Regions from separate parts of the Rattus norvegicus genome. Here region 2 is linked to region 1. Evidence: chromatin contacts called from public Hi-C data. All regions are on one chromosome and are shown on one strand. The core of a region is the stretch at or near the end of the contact, and the rest is flanking DNA. Distances in the headings are between cores, read along the strand shown.

Evidence for each region. Hi-C and Micro-C count contacts between places; a contact is called where the count stands out from the background.
Region 2: a Hi-C map of hepatocytes shows a contact between it and region 1, with 1.7 times the contacts expected there. The contact joins the promoter of Tnrc6b here to the promoter of Syngr1 in region 1. A contact is called at or near these places in 2 of 12 Hi-C or Micro-C datasets (the A7r5 cell line and hepatocytes).

Annotation. Positions count from the first base shown.
Region 1 is chr7:113,512,554-113,518,358 of GRCr8, reverse strand. Syngr1 (synaptogyrin 1) reads right to left here and starts at 2,093. Exons shown (of 4, transcript NM_019166.2): 1 at 1,944-2,093. The coding sequence starts at 2,042.
Region 2 is chr7:114,129,945-114,135,749 of GRCr8, reverse strand. Tnrc6b (trinucleotide repeat containing adaptor 6B) reads right to left here and starts at 3,176. Exons shown (of 25, transcript NM_138845.4): 1 at 2,977-3,176.

The DNA.
Region 1 (5,805 bases), core at 844-3,343:
TTGAACTCCGAGATCCACCTGCCTAAAGCATCCCAGGTGTAGGCATGAGCCACCACTGCCCAGGACCAAAGCTTTTTTAAATCTAGGTTTTAAAAAACATTTTTTTCTCTAGCTTATAGAACATCCCATTGCTAAAACTTTAAAGCGACTGGGGTCCAGGTGTGTGAGCAGAGCTGGGAGGTCTGGAAGGGCTTTGGGCTGGGGCTGAACTTGATAACTTTACAGCCTTTCCAATCTGGAGACTACAGAATTTGCCATCCCCCTGCAGCAGAAGCCCAGTCCTCTGGTGGCAGGAAGACTTGAATTCCAAGGCTCGTCTGCCGTTCCCAAGATCAGTGAGTGGGTGCTAGACCTAGTTAATTTTTCCTCCTCCTGGCGGGCATGTCCTCCTTTTACCTGGACCTAAAGTGTAAGCCCTCTCTGTGTCACTAGAATCAACATGACATCACCTCCATGAAGCACAGCAATTCCACAGCGAAGACCCCTGTCCTGGCTCCCTCCCTAGTAGGACTGTGGGTTCCCTGAGCGTCAGGGCCGAGCCTGAGTCATGCTGCCTTCCCTTCCCTCCGGGCCAGGCAGACTCAATAAAGCTTCACTAAATGAAGCCATCAACAGTAGAAATGACCCAAGCATAAGGAACGCCCACGCCCCTCACAAAGCTTGAGTTTCTACCTCCCAGCCAGGGGCCCCAGAGAGGTCAGAGGAAGCAGTACGAGGTCAACCCACCTGACCAGGCAGGTGCCTCCAGGGTTCCCACTTTACCTAGAGCCTGCAAGGGCTTCTTCTGCAAGCTGGGGAGGGCCAAGAATAAATAAATTCGGTGTCACAAACCCTCACGGATATATATAGGCTGCACGGCCATAAGGAGTTACAGAAACAGGGCTCCCCACAAGGAGGAAATTTAAAGGATTCCTAAGACCAGAATAAATCTCAAGCCATCCCGCCCATCAGATCCTGATATGGCCCTGAAAACCAGGAAAGGAGTGCACTTCAGCAAGCCCAGGTCACAGCTGACTTCGGTTACTAACCCCTAGGGGTCCCTGACCCTTGTCACCAATGCAGGCTCTTCTGGTCTTAGTCAGGAATGGACCCCAGACCTGCATAGGCAAGACCCTCCACGAAGCCAGCCAACCCCAGAGGGCACCAGAGCTACAGGCCTCCTTACCCTAGGGCGCAAAGCCCCCTGTGCCACCCTTCAAGCTGTTTCTGCCCCCTCCTCCGCCCCAGGTTTGAGCTGAGCCCCATTCAGCACTGGGGAACCTGCACGGACTAGGTGGGCTAAAGACTGCGAACAGACAGACCTTCCTGTTCCCCACTGCGTGGAAGGGACCTTTCTCCAGACAACATTTAGAATCTATTCAGGTGTTTGCTGAGGATGAGAGAGTTGCGGATTCATAAAATGTCAGAGCCCAAAGGGGCCTCAAGGAAGCTCCTCCCACCCCTATAAATCGAGAAACTGAGGCATGACATAAGAGGTGACGCTCCCCACCCAGCTTGGAACTGAATATCTCGTATCCCTGGTCTTTTTTGGGGTGGTTCCGTGCCCAAGGTCACGCGGCAAAGCAGATACGGGTCTCGGCGGAACCCAAGTATCCAGGCTCCAGACTCAGAGCTCCGCAGCGTACAGGGTGAGCAACAAAACCTAGTTCCCAGTCCTCGCCCCGAAAGCGCGCGGCAGGTGCAGCAGTGCGCCCTAGAAAAAGATCCACGCCCTGATCCGCGCCCCCAATAAACGGCCTTGAACTTGGGCTCAGTCTCCACGGGCGCACGCGAACCGAGTCGCTAGATGCTGGGCAGCGACAACCTGGAGGTCTCGGCGATGGGGCTAAGGAGCTCGGTGGCAGGGGCCAGGATCCGCTTGGGTCCGCAGGGCCGCCCGGGCCAGGTGAGGTCGCGCCAGTTCCCGGAGCCCCGCGCCCCAGCCCGCCTTGCTGTGTCCTTACCCAAGACACGACGCGCAGGATGGTATGTGGCTGTCGCACCAGGGTGTAGGGGTCGAAGGCGCCCCCGGCTTTGCCCGCTCCGTACGCACCCCCTTCCATCGTGGCTGCACCGCGCGGCGCCCCCCGCTCGGCGCGCGCCACCGGCCCGTGCGCGTGCGCGGCGCCCCCGCCCCCCTCCCCTGCGCTCGGCTTGTGCAGTCCGGGGCTCCCCGCCAGGGGGCGATCGTGCACCGCCCGTGCAGCTCTCCGAAGCTCGCGCTCAGAAAGCGCGTGCAGCTGGGGTCCCAGTGTGGGGCGCGCTCCCTGCCAGCGGGATGACCTTTTTGCCAAATAACGCGTAGTCGGGGTGTGGACGGAGAATGCAGACGCATCTCCGCCTTCGGGAGCCCTCCGGACTGTAGCGCTATTCAGGAAACCCTTATCGTTATATATTTATTTATTTACTCATTTATTTGCCTCTTCTCTTTCGCTGTCTGCCCCAAAATTAAGGAAAGGGGCTCCGTTTGACTGTATATGGCTCCTTGAACCCGTCGCTGAATTGCTGGCTTCAGGAATGATTCTCTCTAAGAGATCTGCAGAGCCTCCTCGCCCCCCCCCACCTTGCTGCCTAGCTCCACCGATGACGTCATGCACGCGCACCCCCACCTGGAGGGAGCTGTAGGGAGGCAAAAACTGGGAGAAAAACAGACCTTGTGAGATTCTCTCCCCCTTCCACCGCAGCTCCCTACCCCTTTCTTTAATCCAGTAATTAATTGTACTTATTTCTTCCACTGTCTCCTCGGTCTGTGGGCTCCTGCTGTTCAGGTTTTGTTTATATCCAAAGGCCTCACAAACATAGGTGGTCAATAAATACACCCAAGCCTCACCCTCCCACCAACCCCAACACAGTTTGACCTTTAGGGCTCCTGGGGGTTTTTGTTTGTTTGTTTTTATTTGTTGTTTTTGTTTTGTTTTGTTTTTGAGATAGGGTCTCTTGTAGAGACTGGCCTCTGGAATTCACCCTGTGGAAGGGGATGGTTTTGAACTTCTTTCTATTCCTCCTGCTTCTTCATCCCTGTGAATGGAGTTTCAGGCCTGTGTTACCATACCCATGAGAAATCTTAGAGGCGGCTATTAAACTATGATCCTATAAAACTTCTAGAAGAAAACAAGAGAAAAATCTTTATAACTTTGTAGATAGGATGATTTTTTCATTTTTTTTAATTTATTTTATTTATATGAGTACATTGTAGCTGTCTTCAGACACACCAGAAGAGGGCATCCAATCCCATTACAGATGGTAGCGAGCCACCATGTGGTTGCTGGGAATTGAACTTAGGACCTCTGGAAGAGCAGTCAGTGCTCTTAATCACTGAGCCATCTCTCCAGTCCTTTTTTCATTTTTTTAATCTTTATTTTGTATTACTGTTTGCCTGCATGTTCATATGTGCATCATGTAAATGCAGTGCCTGAAGAAGTCAGAAGAGGGTGTGGGATCCCCTTGAACTCGAGCTACAGACTTTTGTGGGTCACTGGGTGGGTACTGGGAACCAAACTCTGGGCCACTGCAAGAACATGTATTATTATTAGTAGTAGTATTAGTAGTAGTATTAGTATTAGTATCACCATCATCTTATTTTTATTGCATAGTTTATGTATTTACATTTCAGAGGTTACCCCCTTTCCCAAGAACAAGTGCTCTTAAGTGCTAAATTCACTATATGGCCCGGGCTCAGTTCAAACTTGGGACGATTCCATGTACTGAGATCACAGACATTAGCCATCACACCTAACAAAGCATTTTCTCCGAGAAGCAGAGAAGCACGAAGTTCTATGCCACAATGTAGGTGAACACATTCTTACCTTTTCATGATCTATCTAATGACAATAAATTCACAGGGTGGAGCAGTTTCAATATCCAGCAAGCTAGATAATCCCACCCACACCTTGGTAATCTAGCCAGGTGATCTTTATTCCAATCTTTTTTTTTTTTTTTTTTTTTTTTTTTTTTGGAGCTGGGGACCGAACCCAGGGCCTTGCGCTTCCTAGGTAAGCGCTCTACCACTGAGCTAAATCCTCAGCCCCTCTTTATTCCAATCTTAATTACTCATATTAACACCCTCGTCACACATCACACCGGAAACCAGTTAACCGACCAATCTATCTACAGATATGTGGTTTACACAGAGACTATGCGGTTTCAAAGGCTACTGCGTAGTTGACAGTGGTGGCACACACTTTCTTTTTTTTTTTTTTTTTGGTTCTTTTTTTTCCGGAGCTGGGGACCGAACCCAGGGCCTTGCGCTTCCTAGGCAAGCGCTCTACCAGCTAAATCCCCAACCCCGGCACACACTTTCAATCCCAGCAAAGGCAGGTAGATCTCTTGAGTTCAAGGCCAGCCAGGGCTACACAGCGAAACAAAAACAAACAAGCAAAACAAATAAACAAAAGGCAACCAACGGCATACTTGCAGAGGTGTCAGAAGTGGGCCTACGGAAATGCAAATAGATCTGCTGATAAGACAAGGAACCAAGCCAGCATCAAGGAAGACTGTATTGCTGAGAAATCGCTGGAGTGTCAGCCTTGGGAGTGTTAACTCCAGGTCCATACTGCCAGGGAGTAGACGGGCACCAGGAGTAAGCCATGCCAACAGCAAGAGACTGGGCTGAGCTTTAAAACCAGGAACATCTGTTCCAATTATTTTTAGTTGAAAATTTCGAACATTTTATTTATTATTTTTATGCATATAGGTGTTTTGCCTGAATGACAGCGTGTGTGACCTAAGTGTGCGGGGCCCACAGGGGCCAGATGAGGGCATTGGATTCACTGGGACTAAGTTACAGACCATTGTGAGCCACCCTGAGGGTACTGGACAAGCTGCCAGTGCTCTTAACTGACGAGCCTTCTCTCAAACCCCTATTTTTAACTTGTTATCATTATATTTATCATCTGTGTGGAAATCTGAGGGTAACTTGTGATAGTTGCTTCTTTCCTTCCACTAAACGAATCCCAGAGTTTGAGCTCAGGACATCAGGCCTGGCAGTGCCTCATATTTATTTTTTATTTTTAAAAGTTGCACAGGTGGTGAATGTGAGTGTCTTCATCTTGCTTTGTTTCTACTTTGAAAATAAGATGTCAGGCTGGAGAGGTGGCTTGGCGGTTAAGAGCACCGACTGCCCTTCCAGAGGTCCTGAGTTCAAATCCCAGCAACCACATGGTGGCTCACAACCATCTGTGCCCTCTTCTGGTGCCCTCTTCTGGTGTATCTGAAGACAGCTACAGTATATACTGTATATATATAATACATAAATAAATCTTTAACAAAAGAAAATAGAATCTCACTATGCAACACTGGCTGTCCTGGAACTTGCTCTGTAGATCAGGCTGGCCTGAAACTCACAGAGTTCTCCCCAGTGTTGGGAATAAAGACATAGACCACACATCAGGAAGAATATAGCAGAGTATAAGGAGCCATCTGGGTGTCTTAACACCTACCCACTGCACTCCCACAGGCATTCACTGGGATGGGTCCTTTTCGGTCATCTAGGGATAGATGTGTTTATCATATCTTGTTGCCCCTGTGAAATAGATATGTGATATCTATCAGGTCCTGGTCCAGCTTCCTGGCACACAGCCCCTAAAGCTCTTGAAATCACTGAACTGTTATGTCTTGTTATATAATAATAAGTATACTGGAGCCATGAGCCTACACAGAGGTTGTGATAACCTTTTTTTTTAAAGATTTATTCATTTATTATATATAAGTACACTGTAGCTGTCTTCAGATACACCAGAAGAGGGCATTGGTTCTCTTTACAGATGGTTGTGAGCCACCATGTGGTTGCTGGGAATTGAACTCAGGACCTCTGGAAGAGTAGTCGGG
Region 2 (5,805 bases), core at 1,927-4,426, 620 kb before region 1:
ATTAGTGTGGGGGAACGTGTAGGGTGAAACACTAGAGGCAGTTGTCAGTGTCAAAGGCAGCAAATGTCAAAGGGTGAACAGACTGCTCAGTTGGAACCTACACAAGGTCTCCAGAATCAACACGCTGCAGAGGGGAGAAAGAAACAAGAGCAGCTGAGACAGAGAAGAATAACAGGTGCAATGCTAACCCAGCCGAACAACCAGGCTGTAACGCTCGTCCAGTCAGCAAGCTCAACACAGTGATTTCAGACCTATCTTTATGTGGAAAGCTCTCTTGAGAGTGGCACCAAATCTCAGACACTTTCGGGAGGAGGTAGGCAGCCAAGGCTACAAGAAAGTGAAAAAATAACAGTAAATAATAAGAGTAAAAGTCAAATTCATAACATGGCCAACGAATATTTTCCAGGCGTCTGCTGTATACCTGACACTTGAACAGACTCTGGCATTAATGGCCGTGAAACAGACATGGCTGTGTATCACAAGCGGGTAACTACAAAAACGAACAGGAGCTCTGAGAGACCAGAGTGGGAGGAAGGAATTAGTGGACAGTGATGGAAAGAAAAAGTCTTCAGAAGCTGGGCATGGTGGCTTACACCTACAATTCCAGCATTCAAGAGGCTAAGGCAAGCCTCGAGTTCAAGTCCAGCCCGGGCAACATAATGAACTCCAGGGTATCCTGGTCCAGAGTGAGATCTTAAAAACAAAACAATGCTCCGCCCCCAAAAGGGAGAGAGGGCGATGGATCCAACTCTTTTGAGGTGGCAAAGGTCTGTAATTCCTCCACTGGGGAAGTTGAGACACGAGGATCACGAGTATGAGGCCAGCTGGGCCACATAACAAGACCTAAGAAAAAAGAAATTAAAAAACTCAAACAAAACCAGAGCTTTTCAATGCTATGCACAGTGAATATGTCAATTAAAAAACAAATGTTGGATGTATTTTTTTTTTAAGGTGCTTAGTTCTAAAACAAGAATAGTCTCAATTTAACATTAAATTCTTAAGCCGGGTTCAGGCAACAAAGACTTAGCAGTGAAGTCTGGATTCTCCTTTCCTACCTTTCTCTGCTTCTCGGTGTTCTTTATGCTTTTCTCCCCCTAGATAATTCAGGAGGTGAAAATAAAAACGAGCAAAAGACAAAAAAAAAAAAAAAAAAAAAAAAAAAAAAAAAAAATCAAACAGACTGGAGATTAAGCCTGAGAGCTATAAGGCTCTTGGGAGCCCTGTCCTCATCCTTACCACAATGAGAGTTTCTGCCCTACAGGCTTCACGTAAGGATTTAAAAACTAACAGAGAGGAAGACATATGTAGTGTAAGCACACAATGAACAGTAGCCAGTACTGACATGGAACAAAAGTATTGTTTTCATTTAAAAACATTTAAGAAACCCTGTCTCAAAAGATAAAAAAATAAAACCCAAAAACCATTTAAGAGCTTCTATTGGGGGGATATGATGGGTTAACAGAGACAGATAGCATGGACAATTTTTGTTTTGGTTTGGTTTTTTTCCTCTTGTGAGTACTATCAGAAACTACACTACTCAGATAATCAAGTTTAAGACAAGTCGTTTAAAACAGTAAAGAACTAAACTGGGCTTCTTGAATCCAGCATTCTGGAAAGAGAGGCAAGTGGTAGATCTCTGTGAGTTCCAGGCCAGCCTGGGCTACATGGTGAGCCCGTATCTCAAAAAATGAAACAAAACAAACCACACAGAAGCACGTATCATAACCCTCATCATTGCATCTCAAGTGACAAACCAGTCTGATCTGTATTCTGGATACTGGTTATCCAGTATGTGCCTACCTGTAGAGTCTACTACACTAATATCCCTCCCACTTACTACATTGATACTCACACCATACAAGTGTAAGACAACAGTCTACACGCTCTGCTCTTTACAAACCACCGCGAACACATAGTTTTAACGTCAAGAACTGAAATCTCCCACAAGCGAAGAGAAACATTTCACAAAAGGCTAGGATGTGTGATTTTTGTACAGCTTACTGCTATGTTTAACTGTGAAGGAGGTACAAATGATGTTTTATTCACGGAGTCTTGGTTGGTACTCTTTATTCAGAATCTAAGCAGCCAAAAGACACATGAGAAAGTATGGAGCTGAAAGTCTCAGACCGATGACCTGCACCCAAAACTAAGGACGGATGAGACGCTGCTGCTGTTCTTGGGTGTCGTGATAGCCACTGTAGTGAATTTCGCTGGACCAGATATTTATTTAGCCATTATGGACTAACAGATCCGTTAGTTTGAAATTAAAGGGCACCAGACCAGCAGAAGGTAGCAAACCCTTCCCAGGGCTGTTTCCAACTCTGTCATCCCTCCGCCCCTCGTCTGTTTCCTCAAGGTGAGCATCGCCTCTCTACAACCACCCCCACTCCCACCCCCACCCCCACCCCACGCAGCTCTCGCGGGATGCCTGTGGGACCCCGCCATCGGGTCCAGCACACATGCCTACATGCCCGCCGCGCGGGGACGCCGGATGCTCGCGCCCCACCGCCAGGCATTTGCAGCTCCGAGGGCCCTAGGCTACACGAAGCGCTCGGATCCTCGCCGGCCCACCCGGAAGCCCTTTCCTCGGCTCACACCTGCAGGCGCGTGACGCCGGTCTGTCCCGGCCCCAATACTTGGGACATCCCGGCCCTCACGACCGACGTGACCGTACGTCCCTCACACACCCCTCCCCCGCCTCACGTCTGCACATAGCGATCCCACAGCGCGCCCCGGGCGAGCGCCCCAGCCCGCCGCGGCCCACCCGGGTCGCGCGCGCTCCCCCCGCCCCTTCCGCCCCTCCCGCCCGGCTCGCTCCGGTCGCGCGCGCTCGCGAAGACACGCACTCGCTGCACTTAAGCGGGCCGTGCCGCGCGCCCCCGAGGACGTCCTCAGTCGCCCACCCTGGGCCGCCTCGCTCCTCCGGGCTGCTCGCGAGAAAAGAGAAGGCCCTCGCGGCCCACGGTCCTCACTCACCGCTGAGCCGCGCCGGCTCCGAGAGCGCGTCGTTCCGCTGTGGAGCCCAGCGGTGACCGCGGTCTCCGCTTCTCCGCAAGCTGTAGAGGCGACGTCGCGGGGAGGCTGAGAGGCTAGGGGGGTCACTGTCGCTCGCTTCACCTTCCCGAAGCTCGGGGACCCCAGAAACTAAAAACAAAATAAACAAACTTTCCCCTCCGCCTCCCTCCCCCAAAACCACAACACAAACACTCTGGCGCCCGCCCACAGCCCCACTCCATTGGCCGCAGGCAGGATGCCTCTAGTTTTCACTGGTTAGCTTTCGTGCCCGTCAAGTCGCTGTTCCTCCTCTCTTAAGTCCTCGCCGCTGTCGTCTCTCCTCATTGGCTAAGTGCTTCCCGTTTGCCGAACTGGGATTGGTTGAGCGGCCTGCGCCAATCATGAGGGGACACACCCCCTCAGCATCCCAGAGGCCGCTTCCTCGGTCGCGGACCCAGAGAGACGAAGGGGAAACTAGAGCATGATGGCGGCGGAGTTCGCCCAGCGCAGTCATTATCTCTTCCTTTTTTTTTTTTTTTTTTTTTTTTTAAAGCTCATTAATGCTTCTCTCAGGGACTGTTTCTCCCAAGCTCCTTTCACCACTCGAGACTGCACTAATAACGGAATCTATACGTGCAGGCTCCTTGATTTATCCCCTCCGAATTGCTGAGTGTGGGTTGGTTGTGCGTCATTGGACTGTCAGGGTGTCGCTCCCAAGTCACATCCTTAAGCTATTGGTGGAACAGCCAGAAAGCGGCTAACAACAAGGGCCCATGCTATTGGTTTGATTTCACTGTTTCCCCCCGCACCCCACCCCCGACCCCCGTCATCTTATTGGGCATTCCGGTGTTGTCCGTCAGATCCGGATTCGCCACACTACGATTAGGCTGAGAAGTGGGGCGTCTTTGGTCATTGGAAGTTGACACTGGTAACTACTATAATTTATTGTATTTTATTCCAAATACGGTGCGCAATTCTTTATAGAAACTATCTGATTAAACCCTAATTTTACAGAAAGAAAAGCCAAAAGAGGTTAAGAGACTTACCCAAGGTCACCCATTTAGAAAGAAGTTTGGGGCCATACATTGGCTCCTAGGCCTGTCTGACTCGCTTACATGCCTTAGTGTCTCAGAATAGTATCTGTCAGTCAACCCAACATCTTGAAACTGTTTCCTTCAGAACCCAAATTCCTTATTCAGCGTCTGGCAATTAGAAAGAGTGTCATTAACATTATTGGAGACTAACTTTGGAGAGATTGTAATTTTCTCCATGGTATCCCGCTCCTAGGAACCGTTCTTCCCCATTCTAAGTTCAACAATACATTTTTCCTGACAAGAAGCACACACAAGTCTATATTCTGTTTCTTGGCTTTGTAAATGGCTTTTTTTTTTTTTTTTTACCATTCTTATATGCCCAGGCAACACTCATACCCACCTCTAACCATCTTTAGCTCGCTCCTTTGGAAGAATATTCAAGAGTTTGAAATTAGGAGATATTAAGTCTAGAGTGAGATAAAGAGTAAATCCCTTTAGAAATAATTGATTGTGTGCAAACAGAACAGTCCTCTGCCTCCTGGAAAGCTTCCAGAAGCTGCTGATGTCGAGCAAGCCATGTGTGTGCTCCTGGCTTCTGGCCACTGGATTCTTTCTCTGTGACAGCTTTAAAGGAAATGAATCCACATTTCAGCCAGGGGAGGGCAGGATGCTTTGGACCCACTACCAGAGTGCCTCAGCCTCCAGCCTCTGGGACTGAAATGATCTCCAGGAACCTACTGCTGAACTCTAACCCACATCTGGGTATATTAGCATTTTACCATCCCAGATCCCTATTCCTTGTAGCCGAGGCAGTTCATGGTGTTTCCCTTCCCTATCCACGCTGTTGTGTAATCTCACTGGCACTGCTTTAACAATAAAACGGCCACTGTAGCACAGCAATAGGCTCTTTACAGCCTTTCAGCACAGGAAGGCAAGGAATTTCACAAGCATCAATTAAGAGCAAATGACAGGTATTCCTAGGACAACTCAAGGGCGAGGAGGAAATCACAAGTCAAATTCTAACAAAGGGCCTAAAAAGGTGAAACCGGATGGCTCCAAGGGCAGAGTTAACACTGGCATTCAAAATGGAGATTAGGAACGAGAAAACAAGATGAGAAGTGTCAGGGGTTCAGACCTTCCCAGCCTTCAAAGTTGACTTTTTTTTTAATCACAAACTATTTACTTCTATGTTTATTTAAATGTATATATGTGTCGTGTGTGTGTGTGTGTGTGTGTGTGTGTGTGTGTGTGTGTGTCCCATGGAGGCCAGAGGATGACTCTGGGCATCCTGGAGCTGGCCAGAGGATGACTCTGGGTATCCTGGAGCTGAGCTGCCTCCAACACTGGTGTTGAGAATCAAACTTAGGTTCTCTGGAAAAGTAGCAACTGTTTTTTTTTTTTTTTTTGGTTCTTTTTTTCGGAGTTGGGGACCGAACCCAGGGCCTTGCGCTTCCTAGGCAAGCACTCTACCACTGAGCTAAATCCCCAACCCCAACTGTTTGTTTTTTTTTTTAACCACCAAGCCATTGTCTCTGTCCCCTGTGCCTCAGTCCTAACCCTCAAGATGATGGTTGGTTTCATATGAATTATTGGGCAAATCCCTGTGGTAAGTTCTTTGAAATAGTTTTCTTCTTTGTGTCCCTTTATACTGATCTGTCTATGAAAGACCCTCCCCCAATAAATAATTGTCCAGTAATTACATAGTGAGTTTATTAAGAGCTTTCCTGGGGTTGGGGATTTAGCTCAGCGGTAGAGCACTTGCCTAGTGAGCACAAGG